Regions from separate parts of the Danio rerio genome. Here region 2 is linked to region 1. A link is a contact called in public Micro-C data. All regions are on one chromosome and are shown on one strand. The core of a region is the stretch at or near the end of the contact, and the rest is flanking DNA. Distances in the headings are between cores, read along the strand shown.

Region 1 (5,281 bases), core at 1,424-3,923:
GTTCGCGTGAGTTTGAATGTGAAATAACAGCCATTCTGTCTGTTTCTTCTGCTCTGGAAAATGGCATGGAATAGAGTGTTCCTGGGCGCTGTGGTTAAGTGGATGCTCAGTTCATTTGTTTTGCAGGTCTGCTGCAGCTGTGCTGGAATCCTCCATCATGTCAACTGCTGCCAGGACTCTGGAGACGGCGCTCTGATCTGCTCCTGTTCGAGCCACTGAGCGCTTCCAGCAAATGAGCTCTCTGGAGGGGCGCTTTGCTAATTACTCTTGGAGATTTTTAGCCTCGACCCGACGCGCATTAACACCGGGGCTGTGTTTAATTCAGATGTGAACTGACGATGCCTTTTAAATTTAAATTAAACTGGGGGATTTGAACTCAGGTTGCATGATGGATGTCGAATTCTGACTTGAGTTTAAGGACACAAGAGTCAGAATGCAGTTGTATGAGGACATACCGAGGATGAACTGATATTACCAAGTCCAGATCAGATCACATTTAACTTGTCTTTTTATAAAATCTGTGTGAATCAATATGTCAATGTTATAAAACTGAAAATAAATATTAAGTAGGGGACAGGGCTTTCATTTTCTGTATCATTTACTCTTAGCAAACTAATAGTAAGAGCAGTGTGATTAACTATATTGTGGCTCAAGTGTAAAACTGACTTTAAAGGTGAAAGCAAATGGTCAGACTTTGATTACCAAGATTAAAACAATGTATTTTTTTCAGTGGATTAAATTGTATGGATAAACTTCACCTAGAGAATAGCAATGTGTACTAGCAAAATAAACACTGTAAAATTTGTATATAAATAGACTTTAAATGTGAAACTGTTGCATAACTTGACATATCAAAGCCAAATCATATAGTAATAACAACTCTGGACTGTATTTAGAGGTTTTAGTAAAGTTTGCAAAAAACAAAGTTTTTAAAGCACATTGTCTTCACCAGCCCCTAAATATTAAAGAGCCCCTATTATGGGTTTTTGAAAATTACTTTCTATGCAGTGTGTAACACAACACTAAGTGAATGAAAACATCCAGTGGAGGGTTAAATCTGAAAGTGCAACGTGTTTAAAACTATTGAGTCTTTAACGAAACAGTTGACTCAGAGTCGAATAAATGAATCATGTTGGGTTCGGATCTTTTGCTTGAACGCGTCGATGTCAATACCGTACATCACCATATCGGTAGTGTCAGAGCCGGTAAAACATGAACGCGCCTTTTCCTTTAAACACTAGCAGAGAGCTGGGGATTACAGGACTGATCATGACGCAAAGATGACGATCACTGACAGATGGAGATCTGGCTGTGGGGAATAAAGGGTTAAAGTTCATTTTCACAACAACACCACAGTCAACCTAGTTCTGTCTTTGTTCCTGTCATTCCTGTCATCTGATTTTTGATAAAATAACCTACGCTGCAATGCGGGATTCGTCGGCCGTTTGCTATTAAAAGAAGGAGCAGCAGAGACTATTTTGGAAGGGACTTTGTCAGTTACTGTTACAGTTCATATTGGACCAGTTTCTTCTTCCTCCTGATCATAACATGTGTCAAAATTGTTGCCTCATTTTGTGTAGTTAGCAAAATATTATTTAAGTGTGTGTTATTTGTCGTCGCTCCGCGCGAGTAATCACTCAGGTTAAACCTTCATGGGATTATTCACATATTGCGTCCAAAACCACGTTAAAAACGTGATGCGTGCTAATTCTTTTACTGATTAAAATGCGTTTCTGAACTCGCAATCCTCTGCCGTTTGCCTTTGCTATGGCCACCATCAGCTGTTTATACACATGGTCAATTTTCAAAATTGTTCAACTTTTGCCACTGTGTACATGTGTCATTCTAATTACTAGGGGTTAGGGTTAAGAATAGAGTATATCCTAGTTTTTAAATGCATTGCTTCTTTGCATTCCTGAGTTGGGCTATCACGTACTCTGTGTGCTACTTCATAGCCATGGTGGGTATTTCTCTCTGTCTTGTGCTAAACGCAGTCGACCAATCACAAGAGACTGGGTCATCGAACCAATCAGCACAGATTAGCTTGCCACTAAGGAGGGGTTTGGGAACAAATGAATCACTGAATGGATCATATGGGAGTCGTTGTTATAATTAGGTACAAAAAAATGCTTGTTATGAGACAATGAAAGTGTTTTTTGACCTTGCATGCATATCAGCCTGTTGTTGAAGACCCCTAAAATATGACCTTTTATAATGCATAATAGGGGCTCTTTAAAACTAAAACTAGTTTTACTTTAGTTTTACTTCTATTAATTATGATAATGATAGTATGAAAACGAACAAAAATTAAACTAAAACAGTCAACAGTCATTTTCATTATAAACATTCCAATATATGATATTTCAGTATATTAATTTGGTCATACTTAGCAAATTTCTATAGACAGTGGTCTCACATTTTTTATTTATTCTGCTTTATCATGTAACCATGTTGAAATAAAGGCCAGTGAGCTCACAGACAGTTTCATGTCAGTCTCTGCTTTTTTTTCTCTCTAGAAACACAAAGAGCGTTTCATGAGCCCCCGGTGATAAAAATAACTTCCTGATATCCAAAGCAGGGAGTGATCACAGACATCAGCCTTGACGTAGCGCAACACCAAAGCATTTTTCCCCCCCGATGTAGACGGTGACGTTGACTTTGGCGTCCGTTGCGCTGGATAGTTTGGTTGTGAAATCACATTGTGGTAAAATACAACCAAGATTACATTCCCCCCACACACACAACTGTGCTGATGTAATGCTCTTCTCGCAGTTACCGGCTACTGTGTTTTCTCTAGCCACAATTTATGGCGACCTCACAAAGGTCACAGCGCAGGAAGTTTTGTCGACGCTAACCAAGTCTGTAAAGCACTAGAAAACTTCACACGGGCCAAATCAGGAAGCAATTTGGGGCTTTAAGCAACTCTCAGGTAGGTCAAGAGGAGCCCCGCGCTGCCTGTCAGGCTGACTGGATCCAGATGGAGCGCTGACCGCAGTAGTCTGGTTTGGGTTGGCCTGACTCTATCGGAGCCCTCAGGATGTCCTGAGACCGCCATACTGCAAGCCCGAGTCAGAACGGAGACTTTCAACACCTTCTGGGATGGCGTGCTGGGTTTGTCATGAGGGGTTTTTAAGCAGGAGGATAAAATGGGATTTTAGAGGGGCAGGGGGTAAAGATGGGATTTAATATGATCCCCTCTTGAAAAGCTTCTCTTTTTTTTGTAAACCTTTTGTGTGAAAGCCTATTTATGCCTCAGAGTTTCCCAACATTTCACATGAATTTACATGTAGTGTCTTTATATTTTTAAAGATGTTTAGGGGCATACATCTTGCAATTTAATTAAATTTAACACAACCCACCAGGAAAAAAAACTATAAAAATACTATAAATACTATAAAAAAATACTATAAAAACTAGTGATTTTGAACCATAAAGTAGTGTTATACAGTATTTTCAACTCTTTGTTGATGAATGCTCCGGCGTATTATACACTCAAAAAAATTATTTATGTTTTGCTTATTCAATCTACTTATTTAAAATGAGCTACACAACACAATTCTTGACATTTGATTGGGACAACGTAATGTTTTTATGTTCAATCCACATAAATTTGTTAAAAGTGTTACGTTAACTTAATCAATTTGTGTTGGGACAACATGAATGAATTGTGTGGAACCCTACATTTTTTACAGTGTAGACGTTGGGTTCCACAATTCTTTTTGTTGTCACAAAAAACTTTGCTTGTCTACAAAAAATAAAAAAACCTAAGAATTGGGTCATTTCAACTCATTTTTAAATAAGTGGATTAAGTGAAGTTAAATAAATGAATTAAGTTTGACAAACTTAATTTATGACAGTTTTCAGTAATAAATTAAGTTATTTTAGGTGTAACAAGTTTTAGTCATTTAGTCATGGCAGGCATAAGTATTGTTTGCTATTAATAGTGAACAATACTTGCCACAAACCATAAAAGTAATATTATTATTAGTGTTGTTAACATAGAAAGAAATTTATTTGTACTCTAATAAAAGTATTATTATAATTTTTATTATATTAACATGGGAAGAAAATTATTTTTACTGTAATAAAAAGTATTATAATTATTATTATTGTTGAATTAACATGAGAAGAAAAGTATTTGTACTCTAATAAAAGTATTATTATTATTATTATTATTATTATTATTATTATATTACAGTTTTTCTGTCGCTTTGGTGCGTTTCTCACAACACTAGTGCATTTCTGCACAACAGTTAATGCGTTTCTCAAAACAATTAGTACAAACTGCAAAACCTAGCTGATAACCTGCAAAAACGTGTCACTTGCTGAAAATGGATAGTACATTCCTCAAAAGCAAGTATTCATGTCAATCAAAAGTGTCAGTGTCATCAAAATGAAAAGTCCTGACATCATTGTTTATGAACAAGATAGTCAAATGGCTTAGTCACGTTTTCATTATGTCAGTTTACTCTGTACATTTTTTTTCAATGCAAAAAAGTGAGATTTTGGTGACACTTCCTGAAAATGCCCAAGACAGCGCTATATACTATTTGCACAGCCGTTTGAAAACTACAGTAAAGTTAGACATCACTGCATTTAGTGAAGTATCTGAGTACAAGACACTGAATATGTAGGTTTCACAGTTTTTCTGCATTTGCTCGTTGCAATTCGAATTTAGTCACAGCATTGTGCAAAAGAATAAATAAACCCTTTACAACATAAACTTCCTTTGGGTAGAGCTGTGCACAACTGTAAACAATATTGCAGAACATATTTGAACTGAACCTACAACACAGGTCTGTAAATCATTCATAAAATTGTTCAATTTTTAAGGCATTTTCAGGAAAATAAAGATTTACATTTTTTTTATAAAATTTGTTAAACAGCTAGTTTAAAATTTTTGTATGTAATGACTCAAGCAATGAAACGAGGACTATTAGTTTTATATGGAATGACTATTAAGCATTTACAAGTTTAGTTAATTTTGACTGACATGACATAAGCAAATGATAATGTTATAAAACAGCAGAGAGTTTTGTGAAAGCAATTGATGCATGTCCAAAAGAATCTGCAGTGTGTTGGAAGGAATGAGAAACTGCTAGGATGTGCACAAATGACTAATTGTTTTGAGAAATGCATTACCTGTAGTGCAAATGTAAATAGTGTTGTGAGAAATGCACCAGAGCGACTGAGAAAAACTGTAACATGGGAAGGAAGTTATTTGTACTGTATGATCATTATCATGATTTATTCTGACTCATATCTCACATTTCTTGTAATT
Region 2 (5,281 bases), core at 1,727-4,226, 340 kb before region 1:
ATAAATGTATACTCAAACTAAACTCCTCTTTTCTATTGCAAATGTTAATGTAGCCTATAGTCTTCTTGTTTTGTTTTTAAATTATTATTAAATTATTTTTAATAAATTATTTTTAATTATTATGCTATTTATGTTTTTACAATGTGGGTGTCAAAATTGCAAGATTTTGGTATCATTTTGATTGTTAATTATTCAGCATAAACAAAAAAAAAAAAAAACGCTGATTGAAAGTCTGTTCATCATGTTGGTCAAGTTAACCCCCATGGAAAAGCTATATATACCATCTGGACAGTCCTTTTGTGTTTAATAACTACAAGTTATATTTTTACAGCGGCTGGCATCCAGCAGTTTGGTGCATTAGCCTGTTTATTGGTGACAGGAAAACCCACTTAAGTGCATTCCTGCCCCCTACTGGACATAACCCTTGATGAATAGTAACACCAATAATAAAACAAACATAAAAAAAACTAATATTAAACAAACATATTTTATTCAAAATGATTACTTAAGCAACCTTATATTTATTAAACCATAGTAACATTTTCATATATATATATATATATATATATATATATATATATATATATATATATATATATATATATATATATATATATATATATATATATATATAGTGTGTATATGTATGGGATGTTTCATGCGTGCATAAGTATAGAGTGTGTATATGTAACGGGTGTCTCATGTGTGCAGAAGTATAGAGTGTGTATTTGTAAGAGGTGTATTATGTGTGCGTATGTATAGAGTGTGTATATGTACAGTATGGGGTGTATCATGTGTATATGTACGGAGTTTATCATGTAGCAATATGTATGGAGTGTATATTTATAGAGTGTGTATATGTAAAGGGTGTATGCAGTATGCAGATTTTAAAAAATATACAGTATGCAAGCGGCCATTTTTGCAGTACCGTGATATATATGTTGTACATTTGACTTAGCTATATGTAAAATCCAAATACAAACTTATAAGTCATGTAATTTGCATATTTTCCATATTTCAGATTTATATTTGGGACTAGGGCAGCATGGTGGCGCTATGGATAGCACTAGCTAGCACACAGCAACAAGGTCACTGGTTTAAGCTTTGGCTGGGTCAGTTGGCAAATTTGTGTGGAGTTTGCATGTTCTCCCCGTGTTCGTGTGGGTTTCCTCCAGGTGCTCCGGTTTCCCCCACAGTCTAAAGACATGCAGTATGGGTGAATTGAGTAAGCTAAATTGTCCGTAGTGTATGTGAGTCGATCAGTGTGTCTAGATGTTTCCCAGTGATGGGAAAACATATGCTGGATAAGTTGGTAGTTTATTCCGCTGTGACGAACCCAGCTTAATAAAGAGACTAAGAAAAAAGAAAATGAATGAATATTTGGGACTACAAAGTAAAAAGAAAGAAAAAACATTACTACAGTTTAGCGTTATACATTTTCCTATGGGAACAGGAAAATATACATAAAGGGAACTTTATATAAAAGACCATCTGACAGTGCACATTTTCATCAGGGAAATCCTAGATTTGTGTTTAACTTGAATGTGAATGAAAAGGTTATTAGTGACACATTTAAAATGTATTTTAATGCAATTTAAGATAAATTACTACCTAATGAAATTGTGTTTTTTATCTGAAAGCTTCATTTATTTAATTTGTTGTGCTCTAAACATTTATTTCTGTAATTCAATGTCCTTAAATTGTCTTCTGTATTTTGATTTAATTTTATTCTGTTTGTTCTATTCTATGGGTGCATATACAGATCTTGATCAATGAAGACATTTTGTACATTTCCTTCGGCAAATATATCAAAAAAACTAATTTTCGATTAGTCATATGCATTTCCATAAACTTGGATAGCTTTAAAGCATTTCAGTAGGCTTTTTGAACCCTGCAGATTACAGATTTTCATATAGTCGTATCTCTGCCAAATATTGTCTTACCAACAATACATCAGTAAAAGGCATATTTATTCAGTTTCCAAAAATGTAAATTTATGACCAGTGCTGGGGGTAATGCATTACAAGTAACGCAAGTTACGTAATAATATTAACAAGTAACAAGTAATGTAATGCAATCCTTTTAAAACTAGAGCAGCTGAAGGAAACCCACGCGAATGCAGGGAGAACATGCAAACTCCACCTAGAAATGCCAACCGGCCCTGCGAAGGCTTGAGCCAGCGACCCTGTTGCTGTGAGGCGACAGCACTACTTACTGCGCAGCCCACTTTATAGAATAATTAATACATTTTTAAAAATGGTTGGGTGAATGAAAATGAGTGTTATCATGTTGAATCACACACTCAATGAGAGAAAGAGCTCCCTGCAGGAACAGACAGACACCAAAATGGCAGAGCCTTACATTTCTGTGATGGAAGAATTCTAATTCTTTTGAACAAATGGAAGAAAAGGGGATAGTGCCAATGGGCAGTGATTATACTGAACTAATGAGACAAAAATAAAAAAGTAGCAAACACATTGCTTTCAACTTTCATTAATATGTATGGCATGTATAGTGTCAGGAGGTTCTCAGAAGGTAACGATATTCAAAAAAATGTTTTAATTATTTTTTAATGTAAATAAAGGTGTAGGTTATACAGTGTGTCAATAAATGAAGAACTCTATTAACAAGGAAAAGAAAAATACCCTGCAAGTTGTAAAAGAGATCAAGACTCAGGCAGGTATGAAAAAGTTACTCAAAAGTAATGTAACTTTCCAAAAAAAGTAACTAAGTTACGCCAATACTTACTTTTTGGGGGAGTAACTCGACATTGTAATGCATTGCTTTCTGAAGTAACTTTCCCCAACACTGCTTATGATTTGTGATCCAGGGTCACATAGACTACGTTCCCACATATTTGTTTAAAAACTACATATCCCATCAGCCCAGAGCTCGCGCAAAGCCTGGCGGGAAAGGTTGCCCATGCCCTTGTCCTATCAGCCGCTCACTCTCTGACTGACAGTCTGTGTGGACAGGGAAGCCGAGTCTTGTGCATTGCAGTGCGGTAAGGGTCGGTTTGCTTCTCCGTGGTGAAAATGTTTGCAGCGAGGTTTCTTCTCCGTCGCGCGGCCCCCGCGCTCAGACACGCGCGCTCTTATGCCGACGCGCCCTCCGCTCAGATGTCCTTCACTTTCGCATCACCCACAGAGGTACTCGGGCCTACACGCTCGGCTAACATGCTAATATTAGCATGAACACCGGCTGTGATGTGTTCTGTATTATTTCATGTCGCTTAATATGTTCAGGTTGCCATGTGTTTGCTGTTTGTTGTAGCTGTAGTATGTTTTGTTTGTGCGCGTGCATGTTGCACGTTCTATGTGGTAAACTTGTCACTAAATGAAGAGGTTGTGAAGTGGTTTTTGTCATTTCGCTTTATGGAGATTTCAATATATGGATAGAAATAATAGGATGGTAATTTCAGTTTAATAATTAGATTGTTTGGATTTCAGGTTTGTAAAATACGCACAGAAGTTTGAATGACTTTAGCAGACTGTTAGCATCGGCTCAGAGCACGTCTGTCACCTTGACTTTAATACAAAGCGTTTCAGGATGAAAATTACAATTTTGAATGCTTCACCTGATAAATTAAGTTAACTTATTTTTTTTAATTGTTCACCACTGAAATTATTGTTATATCGATATGAAGGTGTTTGAGCAAGAAGCCTGTTTCACAGCTTTTGTCTTTGCAACATTAGCTAGTCTAACTTTAAGTAGATAATTCATCCAATAATGTTTAATTTAATCGCCATTTACTCTTTGTCCAGTGGTATTAAAGCGTTGAGTTTTTTCTTGAACAAGATATTTTCAAGAAATCTGAAACCATGTAATCTATTGACTTCCATACTAGGGTAAACATATTATGAAGTGAGTGGTTACAGGTTTCCAACAATCTTCACAATATCTTATGTTTGTGTTCAGAAGAAGAAACGCAAATAGGTTTAAAGCAAGGGTAAGTAAATGATGGCGTAATATTCATTTTTGGGTTATCTTAGTCTTTTAAAAAGCTCAATATAATTGTTTAACAAAACTCAAGCTTTAATATCAGAGAAATTTCTGGAGTCAAATTGATCTTACAAAAATCTTACAATAGATTTAAATGATAAACTGTAAATTAAAAGCTGCATGCACTAAAAATATAAATCAAATAAACTAAAATTTAAACACTTTTTAAAGCCCAAAATGAAAATTTACTCTGCTCACTCTCCTTCAAGTGGTTCTAAAATAAATCTTTGAGTTCTTTCTTCAGTTGAACACTAAAGAAGATATTTTGAACAAAACTAAAAACCTGCGACCTTTGACTTCTTAGTAGGGAAAACAGATAATATGAGAGCCAATGGTTATAGGTTTTCAGCATTCTTCAAAATATCATCTTCTGTTTATAACAAGAAAGAAGCCCAAATAAGGTCTGAAACAATTAAAGGCTGAGTAACTGATGACAAAATTGTATTTTTATGGTGAATTATTCATTTAAGTAAACATGCACCTTGTTTCTGTTGAGGTAAAGTTGGTTTTATATTCACTCATTTACTCACTTAAGAATAGTAAGCACTTGTGGTGCACTACTTTGAATGTTTGGTCTGAAATAGCATGTATATATGCCTTTAAAACAACATTAGCACTCTTTCACTGACTGTGATGTTGTACTTTGACAGTTTTTGGCAGCTAATATGATTTCACTGCTTCGAATTTGCAAAGATTACTTTTTTGAAATTACAAAGTAATTTGAAGTTACAGTTCAAATGTGCAAATATAAAACCAGCTTTACCTTAATCTTGTTTCTGTGTCGATTAGCCCAGTATCTTGTCAAACAGACTTTACCATTGGCTAGTCATTAGTTCATCATTAGTTACAGCTAACTGAAAACATGTAACATTCCCTGTAAAGTTGGAATATTCATTAATATTTATATGTGTAATAACTTGTTTTGAACTACTTGTTTTATTGGGTTAAGGTTAGGTTAGTTTTTTTTTTACTTTGTTCATCTGATTCATTGAAGCTTGTTTGCTTTCTGCAGGTGTTTTTCAAGGAAGCCAGTGTAAAACAGATTGATGTCCCAACACTGACAGGCGCCTTTGGTATCCTCCCAGCCCACGTCCCCACACTGCAGGTGCTCCGGCCCGGTGTGGTCACCGTCTTCAATGACGATGGTTCCTCTAAGAAGTATTTTGGTGAGTTCTACCTGCAGTAAATCACGTGTATGCAGTTTGCCACAGTGGTCAGGTGCTTGACAGTGTAGTCCTGTTTCCTGGTTCCATTTTATTATCCTCAAAGATTTCAGGAA

What was found. Hi-C and Micro-C count contacts between places; a contact is called where the count stands out from the background.
Region 2: a Micro-C map of caudal fin shows a contact between it and region 1, with 4 times the contacts expected there. The contact joins the promoter of atp5f1d here to the enhancer-like site in region 1. A contact is called at or near these places in 2 of 18 Hi-C or Micro-C datasets (caudal fin and an unstated tissue).

What each region holds. Positions count from the first base shown.
Region 1 is chr22:18,141,968-18,147,248 of GRCz12tu, reverse strand. The region is part of intron 2 of yjefn3 (YjeF N-terminal domain containing 3); the gene reads right to left. Among named protein-coding and RNA genes, the nearest start is that of cilp2, 19 kb to the left of the region's middle. Within about 2 kb of position 2,673, at least 22 of the 62 cell types and tissues checked have an H3K27ac peak or open chromatin away from gene starts, as enhancers often do. A contact at or near this core is called in caudal fin, where this site is marked.
Region 2 is chr22:18,481,969-18,487,249 of GRCz12tu, reverse strand. atp5f1d (ATP synthase F1 subunit delta) reads left to right here and starts at 2,976. Exons shown (of 5, transcript NM_199968.1): 1 at 2,976-3,149; 2 at 5,015-5,168. The coding sequence starts at 3,036.